Regions from separate parts of the Callithrix jacchus genome. Here region 2 is linked to region 1. A link is a contact called in public Hi-C data. All regions are on one chromosome and are shown on one strand. Each heading gives the region's core, a stretch centred on a gene start, on an enhancer-like site or on the middle of the called end of the contact. The rest is flanking DNA. Distances are from core to core; before and after follow the strand shown.

What was found. A called contact is a pair of places that touch in the nucleus more often than the background predicts.
Region 2: a contact with region 1 is called in a Hi-C map of skeletal muscle, with 2.7 times the contacts expected there. The contact joins the promoter of AHCYL1 here to the promoter of LOC100407094 in region 1. A contact is called at or near these places in 2 of 3 Hi-C or Micro-C datasets (both in skeletal muscle).

Annotation. Positions count from the first base shown.
Region 1 is chr7:147,547,669-147,553,052 of calJac240_pri, forward strand. LOC100407094 (glutathione S-transferase Mu 1) reads left to right here and starts at 3,131. Exons shown (of 9, transcript XM_078332722.1): 1 at 3,131-3,438; 2 at 3,716-3,791; 3 at 4,235-4,299; 4 at 4,609-4,690; 5 at 4,791-4,891. The coding sequence starts at 3,782.
Region 2 is chr7:147,829,913-147,835,296 of calJac240_pri, forward strand. It overlaps AHCYL1 (adenosylhomocysteinase like 1), which reads left to right and starts at 3,132. Exons shown (of 17, transcript XM_009001852.4): 1 at 3,132-3,924.

The sequences.
Region 1 (5,384 bases), core at 1,881-4,380:
TTCTTTTCCGCGCACTCTCTCTCTCAGGTTGAACGAGACGTCTACGTTGGCGGTCTCGGGGACTCCCGCAGGTCGGTAGTCCCCCAGCAGACGTGCCGGACCCCGACACAACACCCTGTCTCTAAAAAAAGAAAAAAGAAAAATGGCCCATCCATGTATTTGAAAATTTCACCACCAATCTTAGATTTGGCTCTATTAAAATTATAATGAAATACGATTAAGAATTGCCAGGGAGTCATAGAATACCTTCAGCCTCATCATCAACAGATACAACCTACATTTCCAATCCACTCACCTATGATTCACAACAAGAGATTTAGTGTTCTGGAAAAGACCTGATATAAAAAGACCGGCCTTTGGAGACTTGACAAAATGGACCTTATCAGATATTGTTAGTCATTTACCCAGCAGTAATACTCCAAAATATGGATCATTAGGTTAATTATTTCCTAGCTTAAAAGAGATACAGTATTTCCTCCTGACCACTGGACACCCATGCCACTGGAAATGTTAGATCCTTAGGCATGCTCCAGGAGATGCTGACTTCAGAGGTGGATAGCTTCTGCCCAGCACTTTGGATAAAGATTAACATTCGACATCCTTTCCTGGCTATTATTCTACTTTGAAGCCATGTAAAATATGAATGTTAACTTCCGTATTTTCATCCTATTACTTTTTTTTTTTTTTAAGAGCCAGGGTCTCACTTGGTTGCCCAGGCTAGAGTGCAGTGGATTGTACCAAACCACTCACCTATGATTCACAAGAGATTTAGTGTTCTGGAAAAGACCTGAGATTAAAAAGCCTTTGAGAGTCAACGAAATGGACCTTATCAGATATTGTTAGTAACTGACCCAGCAATAATACTCCAAAATATGGATCATTAGGTTAATTATTTCCTAGCTTAAAAGAGATACAATATTTCCTCCTGACTACTGGACACCCATGCCACTGGAAATGTTAAACTGAGATTCTTAGGCATGCTCCAGAAGACGCTGACTTCAGAGGTGGATAGCTTAGGTGATTGTATGCAGCTGATTGTACATAGCTCAATAGGTACAGAGCTCAATCACCTACATAGGTGATTGTACATAGCTCACTGCACCCTCAGACTCCTGGGATCTAGTGATCCTCTGACCTCAGCTTCCCGAGTAGCTGGGATTATAGGCACAAGCCACTGTACCTGGCCCTCATCCTATTACTTTTGATCTCTTATGTTCTCCATCTACCACTTAGTAGAAAACAGAATTTTCTTGTACTTTTTTTTTCCAGATCATTGCTGCCACTCTGAATCTAAGAACCCGGCTGACAAAAATTTCATAGCTGTCCTTTGAAAAACTTTACAAGGCAACCTCCCTTTAACTGGCTCCTTATGGTAATTATGCTTCACTCATATCATTAATCCAACCTTCAGTCTCAACAATTGCCCTCTGACTTCATGCCAACAAATTGCTTCTGCTGAGGCCATTACAAGGTCAATCACTCAGGACTAATATTGGGGCTATCATGGCTCCCACGGTTGTTTGCTTTCTTCAGAGACATCTGAGCCTGCTTTGCAGAAACTATTTAATTCCACTCAAGGAATCTGTCCATCTTGAGGAACACAAAAGTGACTCCTTCCTATTGCAGTAAATGATACTTAACATCAGTGTGATCAGTGCTCAGATAAAATGCTGTTTCTCACATGACATCAGGCTCATTCTGTCCACTGCACCGTGACTTACCTGTGATTCCAATGACTTTTTAGAGATTGCCAGATATTTAAAACTACCATCCCACCAAGAAATCATGTTTTCTTTAAAAAGATATCCAGACACTTCTAAAATGAGGAAGGCACAGATAATCTGGTAGACTTCCCAGGAAGCATAACTGATTTCTCTGTCATACAGGATGCAATTCCTATAGTAGGAATAAAACAAGATATATGCAGCAAAATTGGACAGAATTGAAGGGAGAAATAGATAGTTCTACATCAACAATGGGTGGCTTTCAAATGCTTCTTTCAATTGTGGAAAGGCTGAGACAGAAGGTAAGTGAGGAAATACATAGTGAACCAGTTAGATCTCACAGACACGCAGAAAACCACCTGACAACAACAGCTGTACATTCCACCCCAGGGCACCACTTCCGCCTCCCTCATCCCCATTGCTCCGGATCCCCATCCACAGATCCACTCCCCGCTGCCGGTGTGATCCTCGAGCCCACTGTGGCCCCCGCTTTGAAGAGCCTGTTGGTCCAGTCCTTCCCGCCTTCTGAAGAGCTGTTCTCCTTCTAAAGAAGTCACCTGGGCCCTGGGCCCCGTCTTCCTGGCTCCAGAGTCCCTGTGGCTGCAGACACTGCTTTTCTCTCCTGCACTCAATCCCTCTCCCACTCCACTGCCTCTGGGTGTGCAAAAACACTGATGTGTCCCATATTTTCAAAATCTCTCCCCTGTAGTACCCACCTGACTTCTAATAGGTGGCCAAAGTACATACATTAATGTATATTAAGGCACATAATTCATGCATATTCATAATTAACAATAATGAATAAATAATTATTATACATTAATGTCTTAATGTATAATGAGAAGTATAACTATTCAGAAGTCCAAGCACTTGTGTGTATTCATGGTGCTATCGCCTTGCCGTGGGCAAACCTACATTGACACAGAGTCCACTTCCTGAGCCTGGACCCAGGCTCAGAGCTGGGGAACTGGCCCAGTGCGAAAGGGTCGGGAGCATCTGCAACAGAATCTGAGCTCTGCCATCGTCGATGACACAGCCTCCATCCACCCTCCCCAACTCAACAGAGAGAGAGCACTCCATCAGACTTCTAAGACTTAGTAGGCCCAGAAGGGCTGAATTAAATTCTCTGAGACTTGTCTTTGGCCTGACCCTGGCAGCCTCAGTCTCCCAGAGCTTGTGGGGAACTCGGCAGCCGACAGGCGGAAGGCTGGGCGACGTCAGGAGAAGAAGTAAAGGGGGAAGAACTTTGCTCCTAGGATCTAGCTTGACTCTAAAGGGCACAGCCAAGTCCCTGGATACTGAGCAGAAGGCTGACCGGGGCGCGTGCGCGGGCGTGTGGGCGGGGCGAGGAGCCCCCGGGGCGGGGCTACGGAAGCTGGCGAGGCCGACCCCGCCTGGGGCTTCCTGACCTCGCTCCCGGAACCTTCTGAGGTGGCGGTGGCTCTTACCCCTTCCCGCCAGGAGGATCCAGCTACCTGCTGCTGGCCTCCCGCGCCTGCAGATCTCTGGAGCCCGTTGGAAGTGACGACCTTGAATATCGGCGGGAGCCGCGGGACCGAGGGGCGGGTCTGGCGCTAGGCCGTGCCCCTGCACGCGCAGGAACCCCCGGAGTAGGTCGCAGTTCAGCCCACCTGAGGCCTGTCTGCAGAATCCGCAGCAACCAGCAGCATGCCCATGACACTGGGGTACTGGGACATCCGCGGGGTCAGTGAAGGTCCGCTGGATGGTGGGACCGGGGCTTGTGGCTGGGGAAGTGTCCAGCGGCTGGGAACAGGCTCTAGGGACAGTTCCTCTTCAGGGCTGTCCCTCACAGGAGGGCCTGTGCATTCCTGGCGGGGGAGGGACGTTGGTGGCGTGGGAGGGGGGACGAGGAGGAGAAGGAGAGGGCAACGGGTGCGTGCAGTGCAGACTGGGGGCTCCCCCGGTGCAGGGAAAGTCATCAAATCAGGGACCTTCCATCTCTGACCCGAGCCACGGGCCATCTCTCCCAGCTGGCCCACGCCATCCGCCTGCTCCTGGAATACACAGACTCAAGCTACGAGGAAAAGAAATACACGATGGGGGACGGTAATGGCACCCTCTTGCCCTGGCCCTGTACACTCACGCTGAGTTGTCACCAAGCAACCCACGGTGGCCACCTGTGGCTGCCCCTGCAGGCCTCGCCTGCTGGAGCTGCAACCTGTCCCTTCCCTGAGCCCCGGTGAGGGAGACCTCTGGCTTTGCAAGGCAGAATGCTAGGGTGGGATGCTGGGGCAGGAAGCTGGGCCCCCGGTCTGGGTAACTGGGGTGGGTGTCCTTCAGGGCTTGGCTAAAGCCTGGAAGCCTTAGTCGTGTGGGGTCCAGAGCCCTCACCGGGATTCTTTCTCCCTGAACCCTGGGACGTGGGACTGAGTGGTCAGATTCTAGATCCACCAGTCTCAGGGGTCTTGCCACTGGCTCCTTGGGAGGGCCCTGGGGAAGGTGGGCTGGGCTCCCGGGAGGTTTGTTTTCACTTCCTCTTCCCACCGCAGCTCCTGACTATGACAGAAGCCAGTGGCTGAAGGAAAAATTCAAGTTGGGCCTGGACTTTCCCAATGTAGGTGCAGGGGAAGGGGCGGTTTTGGGGCAAAGTGCAGCGTGTCTCTGACTGCATCTCCTCTCCCCAGCTTAGAGGTGTTAGGGTCAGGAGTCTCCTGCCCAGTTCCTCTCATTCCTGGCTGTCTGCACAACGCTTCCATGCTGTTCCGTGTCCCAGCTCATTCGTCCATATGACAGTATTCCTATTTCGGCCTGTCATGAGCAGGCACAGTGAGTGCCCGGTCTCCTGTGTGCCCTTGCTTATGGGAAGGGGATGCTGGGGAGGCTGCTGGCCCAACTGAGCTTCCCTGGTTTCCCCTCCATCCAGCTGCCTTACTTGATTGATGGGGCTCACAAGATCACCCAGAGCAACGCCATCCTGCGCTACATTGCCCGCAAACACAACCTGTGTGAGTGCAGGAGGCTGCAGGGTGTGGGGGGACGGCGGCCTCCTCCTGGGCTTGTCTGGGGTGCGATGCTGAGAGTGAGTCTGTGTTTTGTGGGTGGCAGGTGGGGAGACAGAAGAGGAGAAGATTCGTGTGGACATTTTGGAGAACCAGGCTATGGACGTCTCCAATCAGCTGGCCAGAGTCTGCTACAGTCCTGACTTTGTGAGTCCCTCCCTGATCTGGGCCAGGAGCCAGGCTTCTTGTATTTCCATCTACTCCGGTCCTGTTCACAATTTGAACTCCTCATTGCTATTGATCCTCTGGGGGTTCCCTGTACTGTAGCAGAGTGACCGTTGTATCATTAAAATGTAACAAATAAAAAGTCGAAATCGGTCCCCACCAGTCATAGGAAGTCCAAGCTAGAAATTCAGTTCTTAGACAATGAAGTCATGCGTTCAGAATTCCCTTTACATGTGACCCCTGACCTCCGCCACGGGCCATCTCACCCCGCTGGTTCATGCCGTCTGCCTGTTCAGGGAATAGGCAGACTCACACTATGTGGTACAGAGGCACACGATGGGGATGTAAGAGCACTCTCCTCTATGGAATTCCGGCCTATTCTCTTCCTAGTGCTTCTTGACAGGCACAGGGATGAGTGCGTTTTCCTAACAGGCAGCTCAGGGGCAGTCAGAGGGCCTTTGTTCCTCTGCCTCCT
Region 2 (5,384 bases), core at 1,882-4,381, 280 kb after region 1:
CTGTAGTCCCGACTGACACCTAGCCCTGCTCCTGGCATTTTCAGCACTCAATATATTTATTTTGTAAATAAAAGAACAAATGACTGAATGTGGAACATAAATTTGGGGGTGGACAAAGAATGAATCTGACTAACCAGACCAAGACCACGTGTGGTAGCCCAATGCCACTACATTTCTGGTAACAGTATTTCCTGATTCACCGCTGCCCTTAGACCACTCCTTTTTAGTGGGTCCTCTCTGGTCTCCAGGCCCTTGGAGACTTCCCACCACCGCACACAGCAGGTGCATCTGTCTTTGGTCCCTGCTGTTCTCCAACTGGCCTGTAGAGGGGTCTCTCACCCGTGTGTGGACTGCGCTGTTCAGGGCAGTGAGCTTGCCGGGAGAGTTGCTGAGTCAGGTTGGGTGGGTGGGCTGAAGACTAGTCATCTCTTGGTATTCATGAGAAGCAATCGCCTTAGCTGCACTGTGTGAAGCTATCTTAGGACTGGCTTTGGGGATGGGGGACAGAGAGCAATGATTCTCAGGAATATTACATTGTCACACTCCCTGGCTGGGTGAGCTCTTTGATCTCCAACACACACTTGGTGGGAGGGATGTCAGCCACCCATGTCCCTTGCAGTGGCTGGTTTCCAAGAATATCTGGGGCCACTGACCTCACTTGAACCACATCGGCCTAATGCTTAGGGTAGGAGCGCTGCCCTTCCCCTCTCCAGTCTAAGCTGCCTGGCTGTCCTACGTCAGCTCATCAACCTCCCCTCAGGCCAGCTGCTCAGGGGAGCTGCTCAGGAGACCTGCTGGTCTCCTTCTTGGCCTAGACTGCTAAGGTGCTGCATGCTCTGGGCCTGGCCCTGTCTGTCATCCTCAGCTGCAGCAGCAACAGCAGGCAACACTGTGAGCCTGGTGCTAGGGCAAACCTGGTCCAGGAGGAGTAAAGGAAAGACTGAACTTCAATCTCCAGGAAGCTTACAGTCTAGATGCTTAATGCACAGAGGAACTGGGGACTGAGAGACAAAATGTGTAGACAAAGCGAGTTCTAAAAAATCAAATCCAAAAGACAGACATACTGATGCTTCTCTTAAAAAAAAGATTATCTTAAGTCATATGTTTTTCCGTTCTAAGGACTCAAGATTTCATTCCTGTTTCCAACGGGCTCTGCCTCGGGTTTTTGAGCAGGCATCCCTGATCCCTGGGCTCTGACAACAGTTTGGGCAAACCCACCAGGATGAAAGCCCCTATGAGCCTTATGTCCAGAGAGTCCTTAGTGCACCAGGTGTGGCTTTTGACCCCCAGCTGAAAGATGCCAGTCTGGCACTATCATGGATGAGCCTGGTATTCTGGTCTCCGTCTCCCTTCCCCTTCTGCTACAGTGATGCCCCTGACAGGGAAGTCTGAGTGCTCAAAAAAGTAAGCAGACGAAAGAATTCTAACAGTTCAAGACCAGGATCTGCAAAGGGTGTATTCTTCCAGGTGCTTCTACAGACCTCTTCAAACAGTCTCATGAGGCTAGGTGGCTGGAACACGGGCTACCCTGACTAAGACTTTTAAGGCCCTAGAGGTGAGTATTTCACACTTTCCCCAGCCCTGAACACAAATCAGTGGGGAAAATGTCATTTCAAACCGCAACTTCCTTCTTGAAAGGGTGGACCCTGTTAAAAACCTGGGAGGTTTTTGGGTGTTAAAAGGTGGTCCTCGGGAGAAATTTAGGGAAAGGGCACTGGGAAGACCGGAGTTGCTCAGCACAGCAAAGGAGAATCTGGTTTCCCAGAGTCCATAAAGGAAGGAAGGGCAAGGTGCAGGGATGGGAAGGAAGGAACAGGAGGAAGCTAGATTAGATGGCAATGGGCTAGGGAGTGTGATGGGGTCTTGTGGCCATTGAGAAATCCCCAGTGGTGAGACAGGCAAAATAACTTTTCAGAACATTTCAGAAATGTGATCTTAAATCATTTGCTATGTGATGTAATCTCTCCCCTGCGACCCACAAACCTTTATTAAACGTTTTACTACATGTTACAACCTTATTTTTGTAGTTGCTTTAAAACGGGGTGGGGGTTGAAAGGAGAAGGGGCTGAATTGACCCCAGGAGCTACAGAAACAGTCACAAGACCAGAATAGTGAATAAAATGCCAGACGAGGCAAAAAACTAGAGCCAGAGGTGACCGTGAAAATGTAAGTCCTCCCAGTAATTCACAGAAATCCCGGGGAGGGCACTGGACTTTCCACAGGACATGGTAATTGGAGCCAATGCCATTTGAATCTCAGAGGACAAGCTACCTCAGCTGACATTAGGTTACAGGCAGGCTTTGCCTCTCCAGCTGAACTAAGCCTTGCAAAACATAAAATGTGTCACATGCCCTTTTGCCATCTGGGCCTTAGCACAGGGACTGCACATAGTGGGCCCAGTAAAAGGGTGTGAACGGTCCATGAATGTCCTGGATGCCCACGGAGAGCTGGAAGAGTCTAATGTTTTGGTGGAGCAAGGACCGGAAAGCCATTCTGGCTGGGGACTTCTCCATCAGCCCTCCTGGGCTCCACCCTCATATCCATCAGCCCTATCCCAATGACGGCTTAAAATCAGCTCTGCAGCCTGAGGGTTTTGTAAACAGGCAAGGCCCAGGAGGAGATGGTGTTGGAGAAAGTCACAAAGCGTTGTGCAGGAACCAGACTATTCTGAGTCAGTTTTGCCCCCTATAAAGTCCAAGAGGCAGGCCTCTTGGGAAGGAGTTTTAATCCAAAGGACCTGGGGCTGGATCAATGAGTGAGTGGAATGCCTCAAGCCCCAGACTTTTCCTAGGAATGGCTGTAGGATGTGTCGTGTGGGGCTCTGGTCTTTGCTCTCAAACACCCATTTTATGCCCCTCTGAGGCTTCGCCAGGAGCCCCGCAGCCCAAAGACCCCTCCGTTCTGCAACATCCTTGCATGAACGACGCGCTGCTCCCAGGGCTGATGGCGCCACCTGGTGGCACAAAGGGTCCCGCTCACCCTGAGAACTTCGCTCTCAAGCGGGCGAGAAGGAGCGGCTTCTGTGCTCCAGCCCAGCGTGGTGACGTCACGACAGAGTGCCGTGTCTCCCCGCCTCTTCCCTCTCCCGGGAGCTGCCAGTACTTGACGTGGCGTCACCGCCCTCTACCCTCGCTTTGCGTGCGTGTTTGCGTGCAGCGGAGGTGGCGGCGCGGGCAGGTCGGAGCTCGGAGCTGCTGCTTCTGGTTCTCTGGTGGCCGCGATCGCTGTCCGGCTGCCTTGGGCGGCCAAGCAGACGAGGCGCGGACCACAGCACCTCAGAAGCCGACGCAGCTCGACGCAGGGCCCGGCGGGAGGGTGGGCGATCGCGTGTTGGAGGGTGCCGCGCGGGCAGGCGGGCGGACGCCGGAGGGGGAAAGAGGCGGGGGCGGCGGGTCAGCCGCGGGCCGGGCCGGCCGGGGGATGTCGATGCCTGACGCGATGCCGCTGCCCGGGGTCGGGGAGGAGCTGAAGCAGGCCAAGGAGATCGAGGACGCCGAGAAGTACTCCTTCATGGCCACCGTCACCAAGGCGCCCAAGAAGGTGCGGGGGCTCTGGGTGGCGGCGGGGGCTCCGGCTCCGGCCTCGCGGAAGGGACGCGAGCAAACCCCAGGCTCTGGCTAGTTCGGGACCTCTGAGGCTGGGGTTGGGGTGACTGGAGGCGGCGGAGGTGATGTAGGGGGTGGCGGCCGTGCGGCCCCAGGCATATCCCGGGCTGAAAAGGCCGCCCCTGACCTCGCTTTCCTTTGTCCCTCGGCCCAAGTCCTCTGGGATCGTTTTGAAACCCGACAGGGCCAGGCCTTAAATTTGTGGCTGACTTTTCCTGGATGAAGGGCCTCGAAGTCAAGAGTGGGAGGGGGTGAACCAACTCAGCTGACCCTTGTGACCAGCCCAGGGACATGGGGTGCTCAGAAAATCTCACTTCAGGTGAGTGGGTAAATCGGGCAGAATTTCCGTCAAATCTTTGGGAGCAGTGGCCGGTTTATCCAACAACTGCGTGATAGCTGGGAGCCAAGAGAAAAGAATGCGTGAAGCTAGCTCTAATATACAGGTGAAAGCAACGAGGGTAAAAGGAAAGTGAAAATCTATGATTTTCACTTTCTACAGCCTCCCGTTACTTCGAAATATGTAAGAAATTGACATTTGGAGGTTGGTGACAGGAGACACTGTCATGGATACAGGTGGATCCTAGTCATGTGAATAGATCACTTAGGCATCCCTGGAGAAGGGAACTTGGGTGGGTTGGAGTGGTGGGTGGTAAGGAACGATTGCTCATTCTTGACTGTACTTTTGAGGCAGAACAAGTTTGATCTATTGTGCAGTGGGTTGAGCTCAAAGGACACCCTTCAAACTCTCTCATAAATGGCAACCTTTGGAGATTGTAGTCTAACTAGCTCTGAGTGGTGGAATTGGGATCCTTACTGCTTTCTGATCATTTACTGCCAACCATGTCTTGATTTTCCATACACCTGGCACCCAGTTAGCAGTAGAAGAGAACCTTTATAAAGAGGTGACCTTCCTGAAGCCAATGAGAACCCAGATAAATGTCTCCCTTCTGTATAAAGACGGAGTCTTAAAGCCGCCTCTGCCTGCAGCGTTTAATGGGATGCAGGGCTGAACAAAGCAAGGGTTGCAGGAATAGTTAAGTCCTTGAGGCTTCAACTAGTTAAGCCGTCTTAAGCAGGAGAGATGGCTTTTTTTTTTTTTTTAAGGGAATTAACCTGCAACTCCAGAAATCAAATGCAAGATTTAAAAAGACAAGTCGCCATTGTATGCTTTAGCTCTTTTTTCTCACAAAATTAAGAATTTATTAATTCCTTTAAAAGATTGTGGAAGATCCCTCGACTCTGAGAAATCTGACTAACTTTAGTGCTGTCAGTTCAGTTGGTAGAGTGAACTTTTGCAGTCTACACTATTCTTTGGAGAAACAGTCACGGTCCTTATAAGCAAAATGATTGAGGGTAGGACCTCAGAGGAGTTAGAGGAAAGAATGGGAAAGCCCCAGTTCCCGAATTTTCCAGACTCTGGCATCTTTGCTCTTATTTGCCTTTATGTTAGTAAATCTGTATTCTTGAAAGTACCACTGTTGATAAGACAAAGTCTATATTGTAGATTGTTAAACTCATTAAGGCGGAGATTCTTGTTCACCTTTGTATCCAGTGTGCCTAGCTCTGTACCCAGCATATAGTAGGTACTCAAATATTAATTGCCCACCTGGCTAACTAGTAACTGAGATGTCCATATGGCTATCTACCAGGAATAACTATCCCTTTTCCTCTCTTCTTCCCAGGAGGAATATTGCTAATGTGCGCTATTGTCAGGCCAAGTGCTAATGATTTTAGACTTATATTCCATTAGCTAAAAGAAGCAGGCCCTGCCAGGAATGT